Linked DNA regions of Zea mays: regions 1 and 2 are each linked to region 3. The links are chromatin contacts, called in public Hi-C maps. All regions are on one chromosome and are shown on one strand. The core of a region is the stretch at or near the end of the contact, and the rest is flanking DNA. Distances in the headings are between cores, read along the strand shown.

Region 1 (3,013 bases), core at 172-2,671, 160 kb after region 3:
ATCGGTCCGCCACCTCCTTGTCGAGCCGTCAGGGGATCTGGTCACCGTGGGATGCCGCCCTCGCTGGATCGACCCGCCACCTCCTCGTTGAGCTACCTAGGGTGACTGGCTGCGCCTGCCATCGTCGGGTATACATGTATAGGAAGCACAAAGCCCGAAAGGCCGACTCGAAGCCCATTTTTGTGGCCTGGTAAGAGCCTGACCATGCCCGCTTTATACGGGCTCAGGCACATCAGTTACGAATAAGCGGACCATGTCCGGACAGAAAAATGAGCCCGACGTGTTGGCCTGACCCGTTTAATGCTAGGGTCACATAGCCTGCCTTTTGGTCCGTTTAGCCCACTTTTTGGCCCATTTAGCCCACTTTTTTCGTGCTCGGCTTGACTCGTTTAGGACCGTACCGTGCCCCGCCCATGCAAGAAAATGGACCCACGGGCTTGGAAGGTCTGGCCCAGTTTTCCAACCGTGTCTGGCGGGCCGGGACCAAATTGGCTCGGACGACTCGTTTGTACACGTATACCGTAGGGGGCTCAGCTCAGGCTCGCCACTGGTCACTGCACGCTCGCCCGTGCTACAGTTGTGCCTGCCTTACCGCGACACCGTTGTAGCTCACAGTCGTGGTTCTTGCCCTATATAGATAGCATGCGTACAAGTTACAAGTCGGTCATTGTTCGGCTGCCCTGCAACCGCAATTAATGCAGCTGTAATCCATATAGACAAAATATTATAGAAGTCGCATCCGAAGTCGGATTAAAGCCACAGCAAACCATAGCGAACAAGCCGAAACTCCGACAATATCAACACATACAAGGTCACGCACGATCCTACGACCCCTTTTGAAGTGCCCGTTCGTTTTAATATATGGATTGGAGAGGGTTGGATGCGTTTAGAGGGGGATTGAGTGGTATTTCACGATCGCCTTATTTCTGACTCCAGATATATACGTGCAGATATATATTCCTTAATCATGCATGCACACCTGCAGGGGTGGTGGGTCACAGCAGAGGTAGCCGTGCACGCACGTGCAGGAGGGGGAACATGTGGGGTCTAGGCCTGCTCATCATCCCAGCAACCATGCACGGGCGGTAGGGAGAAGAGCGCAGTGTCGTCGTTAGGTGATGCACGCACGCATGTCGTCGTCGTTCCCGTTTGTCGCGAACCAACGTCCAGCAAAGCCCTGCCCATGCATGTCCGCGGTTCACCCTTCCAAAGTTCCAATCTCCGGTCCGCCGTGTCCATCAGCAGCTGCAGCTGCATGCATCGATCGGACCACCCTCCTCGCTACAGGTGCATATACGTACGCACAGGCACAGTTCAGTCGACACGTTCCTCCGCCGCATCCAACGACGACAGTGCACGCGCGCGTGCTGCTAGCTAGCTAGCTCCACCGTACGTACGTGCACCAGCAGTGGTCGCCTACACAGCCCTACATCTGCATGTGCTTGGCGCGTCGCTGTAGTGCACAGAGCAGAGCAGAGGTGGTGGTAGGACTTGCTGTCGCGAGTCGCGTCGCGACGCACGGATAGATGCTTGCCGGCAAGCGGTGTCGCCGCGTAGCCCGAGGAAACGAGAGGGGAGCTAGCTATAGCGCGCCCCGTGCGACGGCGACGGCGACGCGCACGCGCCGGGGGACATTCCGATCTCGCCTGGGGATTCCCGGCCGTCGCTGGGTCGCCACAGCCCTCTACTAGTAGCCCGGGCGGCACGCGGCTGCCGCCGTTTTGCACGCGCGCGGTCTGATCGATGATGGGGATGGCCGGCCTGCAGCCCAGCGACTGCACTGCACTGCACTGCACCGGCGTTTTCTTCAGGCCGGCAGACAGCAGGCGCTACTGCTACTGTTGTTTCCGTCTCGTGTAATAAATTTCAGTGTGACAGGGCGCGACGCTGTGCTGTGCGTCCGGACTCCGGATGGAGGCACGCACAGCGGGCTAGTTTGTCGGGCTACGGCCTGTAGGCCGCGGCCAAAGTCGTCGGCCGGGCCTCGAGACGTCGCACGTCAAGTTGGGCCCAAAACATTCGACCCAGTTCGTCAATGCCGAACAGTCCGGCTGAACTGACCTGAGGTGACGGTAGATTGTTTCGTTCACCACCCCATTCATCATTTCGGATGAGGCCAATCATCCTGCCTGCCCTTCCGGCGGTGAACAGAGAGGTCCTTTCGAACATTTCCTTTCCTTATCTTTAATGCAGGACAGAAACGACACATATGAGTGTATCCACGTCAGCTCAAAACTTCATAGTCGTTGGATCGTCGTTGGTTCATTTTCCCTCGCTTGATTTCCCGTGCCCTCCTCGTTCTCGTCACCTCTGGAGACTTCCACACGCGGCTTAAGCTCCTCGTCACCCCTCGGCTCTCGTCCTCGGAGAACGCGCGCTCGTCTGACGGCGGAGATGGCGCTGCAGCACCTCGTCATGGACCAGAACAACTAAGCCTCGGACGACGCCTCGTGGTCCAACCCCCTCAAATCCCTCACCGACGCCTTCCTCGGGCAAGTCCTCCAAGATGCAGCCTCAAGTAAGCCTCCGTAGCCACCTCAGTGTCGTCATCAGTTCAGCAGTCTCAAGCCTAGAGGATTAGCCGATGCCGCGGTGGCTTGGATCGTACCGCTTAGTCTCAGTGGTGGTTGTGGATTCACGGAGCGATTGAACTGAACTGGCCCTGCTGTTTACACGCGCCCAAGAGAATTATTACTGATCTCACACTTGAGTGCCTTCCAAGCTTCCAGATTCCGGTTAGTATCAAATTAGAAGTCGTTGTCTCCCGTGAAATTCTCTGTAGTTCAGGAGTAGCAATGGGACAAAAAAAGATTTTTGCTTCATTTGGCACCATGCTTAATTTCCAACAATTCAGTTGCTCATTGTTTAGCGATCCCAGTTGAGAATGACCTGATCGGTACTAATCCTACCATATATGTTTCCGTGATGGAGTGAATCTATATATCTCTCAATGGTTGATATTTAAATGCTTTATATGTTGCAGTAAACACCAACGTATATTTCTATAACTACA
Region 2 (2,824 bases), core at 102-2,601, 180 kb after region 3:
AGCACCGGTCACATGAATGACGCCATAATTATTAATTAATATGGGTCCGATTACCAAATTTCACACAACAATACAATCGAAACCACCACGAAAACATGGAATGCATATCATACCTCGTGTACATGTAATAACGAGGACATATCTGGTGTACATGGAAGCTTAGTATATATGGTGCACATATTAAATCATCACTATTTATTTTAGATTTAACGTCTCTAGTTGATCATTGCAATTTATAAATAATATTTTCCACCGCTATACTTCACCACGTCGGAGGGTGTTCTTAGCAAAATATACCAACAACTAGAGACATTATATCTAAAATGAGTAATGCTGATTTAATATATGCACCATGTACACTAAATTTATATATGCACCAGATATGTTCCCTATAATAATTATGTATACGTATAGGAGGGTGCGAGCGATATCAGGCGGAGCCGCCCTTGAGCCTCTTGGCGATGCCGGCGAAGTACTTGCCCTGGTGGAAGGCGTGCTCCAGCTCCAGTTCCGTCGGCCACCGCGACCCGTCCCCGGCGAACGTGCCCGCGCCGTACGGGCTGCCGCCGTGCACGCTCTCCATGTCGAATATCTTGGCGCCGAACGTGTACCCCACAGGCACGAACACCATCCCGTGGTGCGTCAGCTGCGTCACCGCCGTCAGCCTGGCCGCCACGCCAAGGGGGAAACGTTACCCACTGCTTCTGCGATTCGATCGGTTGGTGCTGCAAGGGGAAGGAAACATGTTGTGAAAAAAGGAGAGGAGACGGCTGCTCACGGCGTGGTCTCCTGGCCGCCACCCTGGGAGCCGGTGCTGAAGAAGAGGCCGGCGGGCTTGCCGGCCAGGCTCTGCTCGCGCCACAGCCCGCCGGTCGCGTCGAAGAAGGCCTTCATCTGCGCCGCCATCATGCCGAACCGCGTGGGGAACCCGAAGAGGACGCCGTCGGCCTCCGCCAGCTCCTGCGGGGTGATGACCGGCGCGTCGGTCTTGGGTGGCGCGCCCATCTTGCCGAGCACCTCCTCGGACAGAATCTCCGGGACCTTCGCGTGTGAAAGTGAAACCGATGGGAATTTGGCGGTGACCATTCCAGACTCACACAACACATTGGTTCTAGCTAACTCGAAGATTGCACCGTTGCTGACAGACACTGACCTGCCATACTTTGACCTCCACGCCTTCAACTGAAGCGGCGCCTTTCTTCATCTCCTCAGCAAGCTTGGCAACGTGCCCGTAGGTGGAGTAAAACCTGTTGAGAAAATGGGAGCGCTTTTTACTGATGCCCGATCGAGAAGAGAACCAAAACAATCTAGTAGTACAGTACACAGGTCAGTTTCTCACTTTCAGTAAATACACAATTCTCATTCATCAATCAAGGAACATTATGAATAGTAAGTGTCAAATAGATTTCGGCGTAAAGATGTACTGGAAAGAAACAGGTGTTCGACATCTTCTAATCAAGGGTTTCTAGATGCTCTTGCTTTTTGGGTAGTTGGACAATCTCATTCAGGCAGGCAGCAAAACTAAGGCATGGGTGTAATATTATTTACTTATACCAAACGGCATTAGAGTGGTTGTCTATCCTTTTAACCTGTCATATAGATGTGACTACAGCCAAAGATCGAGATGCGTTGTGGATTGAAACCTACACCGTGGGTTACCAATAACAATATGATGCTAATTTTTTGCTGCTCAAAAGCGACATCATGTGAGGTGTGTGTGTTCCTCAAAACTGAAATGCTGCCTGTTCCATGGTGAATCGTACTCAGAAGACGAATGGACCCGCATGCCATGTTGTTTGGATGCTAGTTTTCTACGAAACAAATACTCAAGAGAAGCAAAACTGTCCATCAAGTAAAGGGTCCATGAGTGTGATGCGAAAGTTGGAAGCAACAGCAACGAGAGTCAAGAGGTAGCAAACCAAGCATGCATGCCCATCAGCAGACAGAGTGGAACTGCACTGTTGTAGTGGAAAATACCTATCAACAGAAAAAGGGCATCTGTGGATTGCATAATTGCCCACAAGAGAAAAAAGTAATGTGTCGTTGAGGTGGTGCATTCTAGAAGTTTGCGTGTACAGACGGAGACTCGGTCACACAAAAAAACAGGAAAGAGTATATTATTACGACTGATGCATTTTTTTAAATCTTTTTGAACAAAAGAGAAAGTGATGCATTATTTTTATCTTTTTGAGCAAAAGAGAAATCGGTATCATTTTCCATTGTAGTAGGAGTAGGTTTCACGTCCATGCTTGGATTTCCATCTCAAACAAAAGATAGAAAGTAAATATGATAAAGATCCCTGATAAGTGATAGATTAACCTCGAGTTCAGTTACTTGGACATGTGGTTCACTCTGCCTAATACAAATGTAGGTTCCATATTTTAAATGTTGAGTCGTCCTTTTATATGTATATAAATATAAAAAAGGGGGGATGTTCCGTTGTACTACGTACTAGCAGCAGGAGGGAAACAAAAAAAAACTAAAATCGCATCGCTAAATCAAATGCCCTTATGCTCTCAGCAGCTGGTGGGAGCAAGGAGTTGGTGAAGATGTCATACATGACCAAATGAAATGGTTTTCAAAGCAGCCGTCCTTGATAATAATGATAGCAGCAACCTAATCAATCGGCATAGAGCCCCCGCCTATTAGGCTGAGCGACAACAACGCCAATATCATCAGGACGTTAGCGCTTCCACGACATATATTTAGAACCCCTAGCCAGCTAACAAACTATTAGCCATGTAATAAACTAATTGTTTGCGTAACCGAGAAACCGGTAAAATTTACCGTTCTCAGCGTCATTGTTATTAAAACGTCGCTTAAA
Region 3 (2,984 bases), core at 228-2,727:
ATCCACGTGATTCTCTTCGATGCATCTTCACAAAAGATGCTCAAGGGTCTATCGGTGAGTAACAAAATGTAACGTAAATAGCAATTCACACTCGCGGTAATAAGTTTGAATAGGCTGGTATGATATCAATTCTTAGGGTGGTACTTGATTACGGTTAGACTTAAATAAACATAGTTTAATGTTATCAGTTATCCAGTACGTTATAAATTAACTTGTGAAGCAAACATCACCTAAAATTAATGTCGGTTGACCGATCTCTAGGTCAGTTTCGTGAGTATACTATGTTCCGCGTTTTCTTTTATTGCCACATTTTTCTTTCAGTCCTACTGCGTGTTGGAAAGGTTCTGATGAGCCAGTCCTGTCAGTAGTAGACGATCGACGAAAGAAGAGCGGGGCACGAGCATATAACGCGAGCGGCCAGGGACATTGATACTGATACCCCCTGCGTGCACCTACTCCTTCATATCTAGGAGATATGGAGAGCAGGTCCATGTCTAAGCGGCTGCTGCTCCTATCCGCTGGAGTGCTGTGTGATGACTGACGCCGCCGCCGCCGTGGCCACCACGCCCTCGATCGAACAGCGAAGCATGCAGCGGCACACAGAGCTGCAATGAACGCATGGACGAGACGGGTTGGTTGATTGACGTGGGAGCGGATAGGGCTCGTGAGGCTTTAGGAAGACAGACGAGGGCGTACGCGGGCGGGCGCGCACGTTGAGAGGCCACGGCCGCAGATGCCCTGCCGGCTCCGCCTTTTGCAAAGGCGGGCCACGGACAGCGACCGCACGCACGGACGATGGGCACGGTCAGTTCATCATACTCGCTGGAGCCCCCAGCCACGCGCACGGAGGAGAGGAGCGAGGCTTGGGAGTTGGGACTGGGGAGTGAGTAAGCTGGGGCACACCGGCCGGGCGGGTGGCAGCCATGTGCCGGCCGCGGCGCAGGGGAGGGGCAGCCAAAAGGAATGTCCCGACATGTCACCGGGTGGGGACTCAGGACGTGATCGGTCGTCGCCCCCCGCGCTGGCTGAGGGCTGAGGCCCCCCTCTCTGTCGTCGTCTACACGTACTTTCCGCCGGCCGTGGCCCGCGCGGTGCCGCGTGCTTGCATGCATGCCGTGGCCATGCCATTATTGGCAGCCGCGCGCGCGGACGGTCCCAAGTGTGTTCGTTTTGTACGCAAGAGTACAGTTTGTTCGCTTCGTACGCAAGATCGCTGGTAGGGGTGGAAAACAAGTCTGCGGCACAGAATAGAGAACCTTGATCTTGGGCTGGCACTGGCACGGTGTCGCTTTCAACGAAAATGCATGCAATCGGAGTAGCTCGAGACATGGCAGCAGCAGGACAGATGATTCGTATTATTTCGTGCCGATTTTTTTGTATGACGCGACGCGACGCGACGATCGAGCTAGCAGGCGTAGTAGCCGTGCCGTATAGGGCCAGCCACCATGCATGCGCCCGCGCACTAGCTAGGCGATCGAGCTGCCTCGCGTCGTGTCAGCCGGAAAGCGCGCGGGGCGTGATCTGGAAATCGTGGCGCACATCGGCAGCGCCAACCAGCCAAGCAAGCGTTGCCGGGAGCGGGATGCATGCACACGTACTAGTTGCGTTGCGTGCTCTCGCGCGGCCGCTTTTTTGACTCGACCACTTGGATGCGATTCGTGCGGGACGTACGGCGCAGCAGATGCTGGCCTGGAGTCATGCTCTGGCTCCGTGGTATTCATATTCCAGAAACACGAGCGCAACGGGCGTCGCCGGTATGGCCATCCATGCAATGCAACGCAAAGTATGCAATCCAACAGACAGACTGCAACTGCCGCGCGCACCGGCTCAGTGGCCGGCCGTGGGAAAGGCTAGCTGCTAGCTAGTAGTAGGTGAGGCGTCATGACGCAATGACGCCCGGACCGTATTAGGACTACTTTAGAACGAACGTAGGAAATTTATAGAAACGGTATAGTAATTTCACAGGAATCGGTAGTACAAAAATATAGGGAAAACGTAGGATCCAGAAAATTATCCTTTGATCCAAAGTAGACCTTTTCTCGCTCTCCTTGCGCTGCCTGCAAAATAGCGGTGGCGGCGGCACGGGGTAGATCAGAAATGCCGCCGGCAGTTGCATCGTGCAACGTTGCCATCTCCAGCGAGCTAGATAGTCCTCTAACTCCTCTCTACAAGTATTTGGTTTGAAGAACCAATGCGATAAGGTAATGCATTATGAGTCCACTTCACAAATTTGGTGTAATGAACTCTTTCCTCAAATTATTACTAATTATTAGCTACGGAGAATTAAATAGTAACGAATCAACTCATTCCATTTCACAAACCAAACAAGAAAGTGAGGGGTGAGAATATGGTGGACTATCTTATTCCTCAAACCAAACATGTTGCATATCGTGACAATAGTGGAGTGACTTGGGCTAGTCATGCTCTTATTACTATTGGTGATTGTCATCACCTAGGATGGCTCAGAGTTTGTGGGATCATTGAGTGGTCATTGGATATTATTGTAGGCTTTGATCATCATTTGTAAGGGGATCATGTGCTCATTCCCGATGGAAGACTTGCGAAGAGCAACTTTAGTGAAAAAGTGGCTAACTGGAGCGCCTCTTCAGTGTGGTTCTTATGGAGCACTATTTGTGAGATTGGCGTGTGATACTAATTAGCGTGTGAATCATCTAGCCTAGACTTGCCACAAACGAGGACGTAGATTACCGATAAGCAACTAAATATCGGAGATGTATCTCATGTCATTTCTTGCCTCGTATGGTTTGCTCACTATACTTACTCTTGTAAGTACATTTATGTCCTTTTGCATGATATTTGCTCAACTAGCCTTATGTAGATCATAACTAGCAGTAAATGTTGATTAATATCTCTTTCTAAGTAAGTAGCTTGCATTGGTCAATATAAACTAAAGATCAAACTACTAGAATTATTTAAAGGATTGCATAGAGCGAATTAGGAGTAGTTGCTTCAACACCATTTTT

What was found. A called contact is a pair of places that touch in the nucleus more often than the background predicts.
Region 1: a contact with region 3 is called in a Hi-C map of ear, with 3 times the contacts expected there. The contact joins two enhancer-like sites. A contact is called at or near these places in 2 of 25 Hi-C or Micro-C datasets (ear and tassel).
Region 2: a contact with region 3 is called in a Hi-C map of endosperm, with 2.2 times the contacts expected there. The contact joins the promoter of LOC100285601 here to the enhancer-like site in region 3. A contact is called at or near these places in 2 of 25 Hi-C or Micro-C datasets (endosperm and tassel).

What each region holds. Positions count from the first base shown.
Region 1 is chr8:124,748,005-124,751,017 of Zm-B73-REFERENCE-NAM-5.0, forward strand. No RefSeq gene overlaps it. Among protein-coding and RNA genes, the nearest start is that of LOC100285601, 17 kb to the right of the region's middle. Within about 2 kb of position 1,422, at least 20 of the 20 cell types and tissues checked have an H3K27ac peak or open chromatin away from gene starts, as enhancers often do. A contact at or near this core is called in ear and tassel, where this site is marked.
Region 2 is chr8:124,765,177-124,768,000 of Zm-B73-REFERENCE-NAM-5.0, forward strand. It overlaps LOC100285601, which reads right to left and starts at 1,352. Exons shown (of 4, transcript NM_001366732.1): 1 at 1,340-1,352; 2 at 1,154-1,247; 3 at 779-1,041; 4 at 338-665. The coding sequence starts at 1,204. The coding sequence ends at 431.
Region 3 is chr8:124,588,189-124,591,172 of Zm-B73-REFERENCE-NAM-5.0, forward strand. No RefSeq gene overlaps it. Among protein-coding and RNA genes, the nearest start is that of LOC100278747, 42 kb to the left of the region's middle. Within about 2 kb of position 1,478, at least 17 of the 20 cell types and tissues checked have an H3K27ac peak or open chromatin away from gene starts, as enhancers often do. A contact at or near this core is called in ear, endosperm and tassel, where this site is marked.